Linked DNA regions of Sus scrofa: region 2 is linked to region 1. Evidence: chromatin contacts called from public HiChIP or PLAC-seq data. All regions are on one chromosome and are shown on one strand. Each heading gives the region's core, a stretch centred on a gene start, on an enhancer-like site or on the middle of the called end of the contact. The rest is flanking DNA. Distances are from core to core; before and after follow the strand shown.

Region 1 (4,563 bases), core at 1,724-4,223:
CTATTATTATCATTATTATTTTATGATCATTGTATTTCCATTTCTCCCCAGGAGAGAGCAGAAAGCTGATAAAATAGCAAATTAAATTAATATAAAATCCTGGAGTAAAGCAAAGTCAGCTTGAACCTCATGCAACCGAAAACATCATATTTTATGAAACTGGTAACGTTCCCACAGTATGTCACACAAATTATTGTAGTGCCCAAATTATATAATGCCAAGAAATAATTTATCAAGGAAGATTCAATTTGTATTTAGTGAGCATCTTCTGTGGGTTGAGCACAGTGCCTGATATTTTGGGGGTAGGACAGGTGGCTCACAAAAGGGGACCCAGGTATGGTTCTCCCCCCCCACCAAAGCGTATAGTCTTATGGGTAAGGTAAGTCATAGATAGAAAAAAAGATTAAATAGCAGAACCTGACAGGACACAGAAAGTGATGTAATCATTGCTTTGGACTGAAAGGGCGAAGCAGCGTGTGCAGAGTCTTCAGGAAAGCCCCCTGTAGATGACGGGACTACTTTGAGCTGCAAAGAAGTGAGAAGTACATTGAAGGAGGTGAATAAAACTATGACAATTACGAGGCAATTACAGGAGCTGGATTTGATGAGTGGGTCAAGAAAGTTGCAGTCATTTCTGTTCTCTGAAATGAATGTTTCTGAGCTCAGATTTTATGTTTTGAGGTGTATAGGGCCAAGGAAAACAGCATGATTCAGACGGGGTTCATATCTCAGGCCTGTACTCCTAGCTGCATGACCATCTCAATATATTTAACCTTCTTGAGCCTCAGTTTCCTCATCTGTAAAATGACCATAATTCCTCCTCCACCTAAGTAGGTAATTAGGAGACCCAGCAAGGTAAGGGGACATGGCAAGAGCCTCGAGGCCATAAAGAATCCAGTGAATATAATGGGATTTTGTAGCAGTGTCTCTTTTTAAAGGTCGTAAAACACGTATAACCTGATTAGCATACAGAGCAAATTTTTCCTTGGGCAATAATTTTTTTTTCATTAAACACTTCTGTGTTCTTGCCGATTCTTTTGTAAACCACTTCCTTTTGTTGAAATCTTGAAGTAGTCTTGATGTAGAAACTGGCAGTTGGGACAATGGTGAATGAGCCGATTTATTAAAATTATTGCCTGACCTTTGAAGAATGGTGGTCTCTTCTGACTCTTGGTCATAGATTATAATTCCCTCCCAATCATAGCAACTCATCCTTAAATACTTTTAATTGACTGCATCTTGTTGCGCTGTAATTCTAGCCTGCAAAATATGCTCTCCTAAATATATCCTCTGATGACTACTCCAGCTTGCTATGCTTTCAATTTCTCACTTCTTGGGTTATTTGAAGAGGTTTATATTTACCTAATCCTCCAAGCAGCCCCAAGGGAAAGCCGGCTGCCCCCAGGCTCCATGCAGTCCTTGGCCAGAAGGGACAAGAGTCACTTTCCTTTGTTTTTCACACAAGTCACTACTATTTTGACTCAGCCACACAGCTCTTCCTTTGTTGGATTCTTATTGAATCATTGCTCTTTTTGATACTCAAATGCTGGTTTACTTTTACTTTCCTCTACATGGTTCTTGTCTTTTTCCTACTCATTGGGAAGTCTAATACCTTGCCCCCTTTTTGCTCTTGCCCCACCTAATATAAGAACAAAACTGGATCTAAACTGATCTTCAGGTTCTATAATGGCAGGCAGACTTAGTACAAACGGCATTATTTCACAGGATGGGGCTTTGGAGGAGGGAGAAGGAAGCTGTTATTATAAAATTGAAGTCCATGTTTAAAAGCAAAGTTATACTTTTCATTCCCTCCCCTCCCCTAGTCTTTGGAGCAATGTATCTTACACTTCAGGGCTAAAATGGACCTTCCTCTCCTGAAATCTTGGCTATAAACCCTGGCTGTACAGCTTTTTTTCTTTCTTTCTTTCTTTTTTTTTTTTTTTTTTTGGCCATGGCTGTGGCACATGAAAGTTCTTCCCTGGCCAGAGACCGAATCGGAGCCACAGCAGTGACCCGAGCCGCTGCAGGGACAATGCTGGATCTTTAACCCACTGTACTACAAGAGAAGTCCTGTAGCTGTGTTTTTGTTTTCCAGGAAGACGCTTAAGTTTGGATTGACCAGCCTAGGCTAGGCAACCTTTACTGTTGAAGGAAGATCCTGATGGAAGGATCAAAGCTTTGATTGTGCTGTGGTGTCTGATCCATGACCCCCTCCCCCTTCCCCTCACTTTTTCCTCTTTTTCCCTTTCCACTTTTGCCAAACTCTTCAAACACCTTCTCCCGCTGCCAAGTGGGATCTAGAACTCCAACTGGACATCCTTCTACCTTACAGTGCCCTCCGTGGAGTCCCGCTCAGCCTCAGATGGAATAGTCTGGAGCTAGAGGTCTCTCTAAGCAGTCAGGCTGCCGTGAGCACGATGTTTTGGTGTGTTTGCACCAGCTTCCTGTTGCAGAGTTTAGGAAGTGGATCTGGTAACTGCCTGAACAAAAACACTTCCCCTTATTCTCTGTGTCAAAGAGAAGCTCCCTGAAATGGATGCCACCTTTTAGGACCAAAGACACAGTGCTGTGCTTTAAGGGGGTTGCAACGAATAGGGAAAGAACCTTGGCTTCACCACCTGGACCTGGCTACACAACTTCGCTTAGCCTGTTTCCTCTTACGTCAGATGGCGAGATGCTGTCTCCCTTGCACAGTGCTTATGAGAAGGCAATGAGATAGCTGAAATGAAGTAGCCATTTCTCTTAGGCAGAATGTGTTCTGTTTTGTGTACATATGGTGGACTATGTCTCCTTAAAGTTTGTTTTTTCAGTTGCAGTCAGGTGACTCATATTTCTAGTAAAGCCCCTGTGCTCTGGGTAGTGGTTTATATCCACGTCCCCCAGCTCCTGGAGGGAAGCAAGGCTTGCTGCGCTCATCGCGGGGCTGGAGTCGAGAGCCGTGGAGGGGGGCGCCTGAGAGCTCCAGCTGGAGCTGGACTGTCTGGGTTCCAGTGCTTCTCTTTAGTCATGAGCTGTGTGACTTCGGACAAAATTACTCAGCCTTCTGAGCTTCAACTTCCTCATCTGTAGAAGAGGGATAATAGTGTATCCCATCGTGTGGACAAAAAGCACAGGAAAAAACCAATAGGCAGGCTCAGAGAGGTTGTAAGAATGAAAAGAGAAAATCTCCAAATATATGTGAAAGGCTCAGGATATTCCCTGGCTCTGGGTTTGCTCTGACTGTTCACAGTCCCCACTGGCCTTCATGAGGAGGGCTTCTCAGATGCAAGCTTGCAGACAACAGGCAGTGGAGCCCTCCCCTCCCTCTGAAGGGACCCCAAATAGTTGTGCAAACTGCACAGGCTGATAAGAGATACAGAGGATTGAGTAGAATTCTGGTTCCTGTTTCTGGGGCTGCATTCTCGGGAGATGGGACAGCATCTGGGAACATGCACACAGGGTCAAGCTCAGTATGTGAGCTTTAGAGCACTTCTCACCAACATTCTTTGTACCATAGCAAGGCTGTCACCTGCAAATGATCACTGCCTGCCCTCAGACTGGGCATTTGGGTCCTGCTGAAAGCCTGTGTTGGTTCCCCGAGGCTCAGGCTGGGCTTCTGTGGCCTCCTCTGCCTGAGATGGTCTTTTTCTCCCATTTTTTTTCCCCACCTCCCCACCCTCAGCTTCTCCCCACCCCCACCTTCTCCCCACCCCCACCTTCTCCCCACCCCCACCTTCTCCCCACCCCCACACTCCTCCTTCAGTTGGAGAATTCCAACCTTCAGGTCTCAGGCTGGATGGAACTTTTCCAGAAAGCCTTTGCTGGCCTCCGATGAGCCTCCATAGGACCCTCTTAATTCCCTCTGGTCGAGTAGCCCAGGGCTCCTGGCCATATCCGTTTTGGCGGTCAGTTCTCTATGGGGACAGGGCTATATGTGCAACTCATTAGGACATAGCTGTAGCTCCTGGCCTCTGGCAGAATCGATTCTAAAAATATGTTTAACAAATGATACATAGAACACTAGAAAGTGATACAGGACACAGCCGTTTCCAAGAGATGTTACCCGTGCACTCTGTAGGGTCATGGTGCCCGCAAGAGGGAGGGTGGAAGTGGGGAGGGTGGAAAGATACATGAGAACATGGCTTTATTGGGAACACCTCCGTGCATTTACAATTACAGGAGTAAACAAAGAGGCAGGCTCATGATGCCCGATTTAGAAAACAGTCCTATTATACACAGTGTTAAGCCCAAACCTGGCGTTCAGTTTAGGGTAGGATTTGGGCTAAAAACTGAATGAAGATTCAGTACGGAAAAACCACACATTAAGGACTGATTTAATAGTGTACATTTTTCCTCAAAGCTCTCTTATAATAGCTGTTTCTCGCCCATTAATTGATGGTCTAGTGTCTAAAGGAAACCATCCAGGGAGGGCTATCCCATCATATTTTTAGAAGTACTAAAGTGAACTCCAACTGCTCCTTGAGAGTCATGGCAACATCTGGGACATTTTGTATCCTCGCCGGGCATATGATATATTACTGCCTGCCAGTCCAGTGTCTTTTAAGGAATTCGGCAGGTCAGGCA
Region 2 (4,484 bases), core at 1,824-4,323, 300 kb after region 1:
TTCAGATGTAGTTTGCTTCCAAATTTTAAATAATAATCCTGCATATATAGTCTCATAGGAGTAACATCCATTCATTAAGCCAGAATGATTACTTTTATGTGTAACCAAAGCAAATAATGTTGGTCAATTTCTTGTCTCTCATTATCCAGAAATATAAATAGAGCCAAGATTCTATTTGTATGGTCTCCATAATATGGAAATTCCTACAAAGACTATCGGCAGAGTTTCTCATGGTACATCTTATTAGGTTGAGTCTAAAACTTTTCTTTTTGGGGCCAACAGGCTCCTTGGCAATATCTCTGATCTTTATTTTTCCCTTAACTGCTTCTAGTAGTTAATTTTCTGGCCAGAGTATTTATTGTCTTAGGCCTTATTTCCTGGAATTTTTGCTGTTACTTTCCATTGTTTAAATACAAAATATTTCATTCATGCAAAAATTACAGAGACCTGTTACAAACACCCATGTATGTACCATTAGACTTAAACAAATGCCAATATCTTGCATGCTTTAGAATTTTTTTTAATAAGTAAAAAACTACATATTCATCTGGGGTCACAGAGTTGCAGGGTGTTTTCCAAACTTCTTATTGATGTTATTATTTTAAAATATGGCCAAGAGAAATTTATGTTAAGAAATTCATACATTCCTTCAGAAAATGTTTTCCTTGTAAATGACTGGTAAATTTCTTTGTGAGTCTTTTACATGAAGGCATTCTGGATGGCTCAATCTTAAATCCCCCTCTTAGTACACTATCGTTCTTTCCAACTTGATCTCATTCATGGCCATGGCTTGATTACTACTCCATGGATGACTCCTAAGTTTACCTCTTCAACCGGGTCTCTCCTTGGAGTTCCAGACCTGTGCATCCAGCGATCTTCTTATTGTGTCAAACCCTTCAATTTTAACATAACTTACCAAATCCATGATTTCCTCCAAACCTGGACATCTACCTTTCCTTGTCTAGCAAATGGCACCATCATTCATGCAGTTCAGCATCTCAGATGCCTAGGATTTAACCTTGATGCTTTATTCTCCATCACTTCTTATTTAATCTGTCAGCAATTCCTGATTCTACCTCTTCAAATATACATCAATTGACACATATCTCTAGTCCAAGCCACCATCATCTCATGCTCGCATGATAGCAGCAGCTTCCTAACTATTCTCCATACATCCTCCCTAGAGCCCTCTACCAAGTTTCTCTACACTGCAGCCAGAGTGAACTTCTCAGAACAGAAATTGATGATAAGACCCCGTCATGTTGGAATATGATTCTTTTTCTTTTTTTTAAGGCTGCACCGTGGCATATGGAAATTCCATGCTGGGGGTCAAATCAGAGCAGCAGCTGCAGGCCTACCCCACAGCCACAGTCACAGACACAGCAATGCCAGAGCCAAGGTGCATCTGTGACCCATGATGCAGCTTGTAGCAATGCTGGATCCTTAACCCGCTGAGGAAGACCAGAGACCAAACCAGCCTCCTCATGGATACTAGTCATGTTTTTAACCCTCTAAGTCACAATGGGAACTCCCAGGATTATGATTCTTAAGATAAAAAGAATGATGCATGACCAACATACTCTGGCCCAGGCTTCCCCTCTATACCTCTTCCCGTTACTCTCCCTCTATGTCCCAGCCTTCTAGGTTTTTAAAGCATTACGCCTCCTCCTCTCCCCAGAGCCTTTGCATGTTCTTCATCTTGAAGTGTTCTTCCTTACCTATTTATGAGCTTAACTTCTACTCATCACTCAGATCTCAAGTCACATGTCACTTCTTTAGGGAAGCTTCTTGGACCGAGCCCCCACCAATCTGGGTCAAGTATCTTTGTTATTAGCTTATATATAACCGTACCTTTTCCTTCCTTGGAATTTCTTCAGATATAATAATATATTCTCATTCATTTAATTGACTGAGCTCTGTTTTCCCACCTCCCTGTACCCTACTAATACACAGTAAGCTCTATACAAACATGAATAAATAAGCAAATCTCTAGCTACATGAGTTATAGGTAGCCTTATCTGGATCATGTGGAAACAAGTGTGATGGTGTTGATAACAAGCTTGTGGAATTCTGGGTTTTCACTGCTGTGAATTGTTCCCTTCTGTGTTTCAGAAATAACATCAGTCCATAGGCAAATGATCCTACCAGTACAGTAAGATAAAGGAGGGAAAAAACTCCTGGCACAAGATGCTCAATGAAAGATAGAATATTTTTGAGGTATTTTAGTGACATGGAAAGAATTTACAAAGTGACATTTGTGAGTTCAAATGCCTGGTCTGCCTCTTAGAGCTTTAGCCAAGATGGACAACCCCTAGCCTCAGTTTCATTATCTGTAAAATAACAACATTTATTTTAAGTTTAGTTTAATTTAGTTGTAATGACTAGAAATTATATAGCCAGAGAGCCTGCATCATAATAAATCAGTAAATATTTGCTGAATAAGGAAATAACTGAATGAATAAATAAATAAAATAAGCACCCAGTGGAATTCCTAGCAAATTGCAAGTGCACCATGAATCATAACCATAAAAATACAATCACGACAGAAAAAAATGCTTTCCTATTAAAAAAAGGAAGAGTGAGCTGAGGAGGGAGAGAAGATTGAAAGTAAGTGGGGAGCAGTGCTGGACAATAACCCAGAGCACATTTTGTTTCAGGGCATGTTCCCTTGCAGCCTGACTCTATTAGCTGCCTAAGGATGGAAAGACATGTACAGCCATATGCCTACCATACAATGTTACCTGATCTCCCCAGGCAGCTAGAGATAGAAATGAGTGGAGAAATAGGGTCTCACAAAGGAAACTAAAAGGATGAACCAGAGATAGAGGAGCAGAACCAGCAGAGGGGTATATCAAAGAGGCCAATGAGGAGACAGCAATCAATGGCATCAGACATCAAAGAGTCAATTCACATAGAATTGACAGTGTGACGTCTATATTTAATGATAACAATAAGAAGGCCATTGATGACTTACCAAAGATGATTTTCAGCAAAGCGATGGGGAAGAATGCAGGTCCCCTTGAGTAGGGCAATGAGGACGTGATAATGAGTATAGACAGTGAGCTTATAGTAATCTTTCAAGAAATTTATCTAGAATGAGCAGAAGAAAGATTGAGCAGGATAGTTTGAGGGGGATGCAGGGTTAAGAGAAAGGTTTTCTGTTTGTTTTATTTTGCTTTTAAGTGTAAGAGTCTTAGCATATTTGTAACCTGAGACCATGAGAGGAAAGGGGGATGCCCACTGTACAGAAGAGGGGATAATTAATGCAGTTGAAGTTGGAAGAGGTTTCAGGGTACTAGCCCAGTCCTCATTAGCCTACTGGTTCACTGCTTAGCAAACTCCCCCCAAATCAATTAAAAATGCCTGCTTGTATTCCTCTTCCATTCATCTATGTGGCCCTGGACCTCTCACTTGCTCTTGCCTTGCATTTGCATTCTTGACCTCCTGTTACATCCCACTGACCTTTTGCTTCACCTCTTTTTTTTTTTTTTTTTTTTTTTTTTGCTTGCATTCACCCTTAAGATCTGATGACTGATTTAACTTCTCTGGCATCTGGCCACTGCTCTCCTTGGCCACACGCTTGCCCTCACCCTCAGCTGTTGCAATTTGGCCACTGTGAGTAACTGCCCTGCCAACTCCCCCTCCCGGACTTGTCCACGTGGAGGTGAAGCGCTTCCTAGAAGAGACCACAGCAAGAGGATGGAATCTGGGGCAGAGGGGAAAGGTTAGCTTCTGAGGCTGGAGTGGAGGTGAGGGAGGGAGCCCGTGGGGAGGGTGGTTTAACTTTTCCTTTAATATGATTCCCTACTCTTTTTTTTTTTTTTTTACCATGACTGTATATTAAAAACACGATTTTTGTTTTTTAAGATGAAAAGTTATAAATGAGGGGAAGGAAGTTTGCTCCTTCATTTAGGCAACACGTGTCCTAGTGAGCCCCCACTAGATCATGTGCCAGGTGCTGGGGACACTGGTGAACAGGGTCCATCCTTGATCTCATGGAGTTTTCTAGCCAGTGAGACAGATACACAGACATTCAGCAAATAACCAGATCCCTATGTAAATCAGCACAAAAGTTGGGACTCTGGGAAAGTTTGACTCTGAAAGCATTAGAGTCACTGAAAGGTAAAAAGCAAGGTCATTTGCTCACAGACAAGATGGAATTAAGCAGAAGCTTTGAAAGAAATGATAAAAATTAGGAAGAGGAGTGGTAGGGAAAGGGGGAACAGACGGACCAGGAATATGTAAACAAAAGCAGAGCTATGCATACTTTCTGCTTGAACGTCTCCAAATCCCGGTCCCAGAATTTGATTTTCAGCTGTCCATGTGTGCCACATATTTGCTTTTAAAAAACAAATCCCTTTTCTCTTGGAATCTGTTAGTCACCTCTCTCTTTTTAACAAATAGCCAACAAACAAACATCTCCTTTTGCAGAATATCTTTAATTCACAGTAAGTGTACCAGTAATAGCTCATCCATGTCTTCAG

What was found. HiChIP or PLAC-seq counts read pairs in DNA pulled down with a chosen protein or histone mark.
Region 2: a contact with region 1 is called in an H3K27ac HiChIP or PLAC-seq map of skeletal muscle. The contact joins two enhancer-like sites. A contact is called at or near these places in 1 of 47 Hi-C or Micro-C datasets (liver) and 1 of 2 datasets of contacts at active chromatin or transcription factors (skeletal muscle).

What each region holds. Positions count from the first base shown.
Region 1 is chr5:77,201,343-77,205,905 of Sscrofa11.1, forward strand. All of the region lies in intron 1 of LOC106510390 (a long non-coding RNA gene), which reads left to right. All of the region lies in intron 1 of LOC102160630 (a long non-coding RNA gene), which reads right to left. Among named protein-coding and RNA genes, the nearest start is that of SLC38A2, 77 kb to the left of the region's middle. Within about 2 kb of position 2,974, at least 31 of the 83 cell types and tissues checked have an H3K27ac peak or open chromatin away from gene starts, as enhancers often do. A contact at or near this core is called in liver and skeletal muscle, where this site is marked.
Region 2 is chr5:77,503,173-77,507,656 of Sscrofa11.1, forward strand. No RefSeq gene overlaps it. Among named protein-coding and RNA genes, the nearest start is that of SLC38A4, 16 kb to the left of the region's middle. Within about 2 kb of position 3,074, at least 4 of the 83 cell types and tissues checked have an H3K27ac peak or open chromatin away from gene starts, as enhancers often do. A contact at or near this core is called in liver and skeletal muscle, where this site is marked.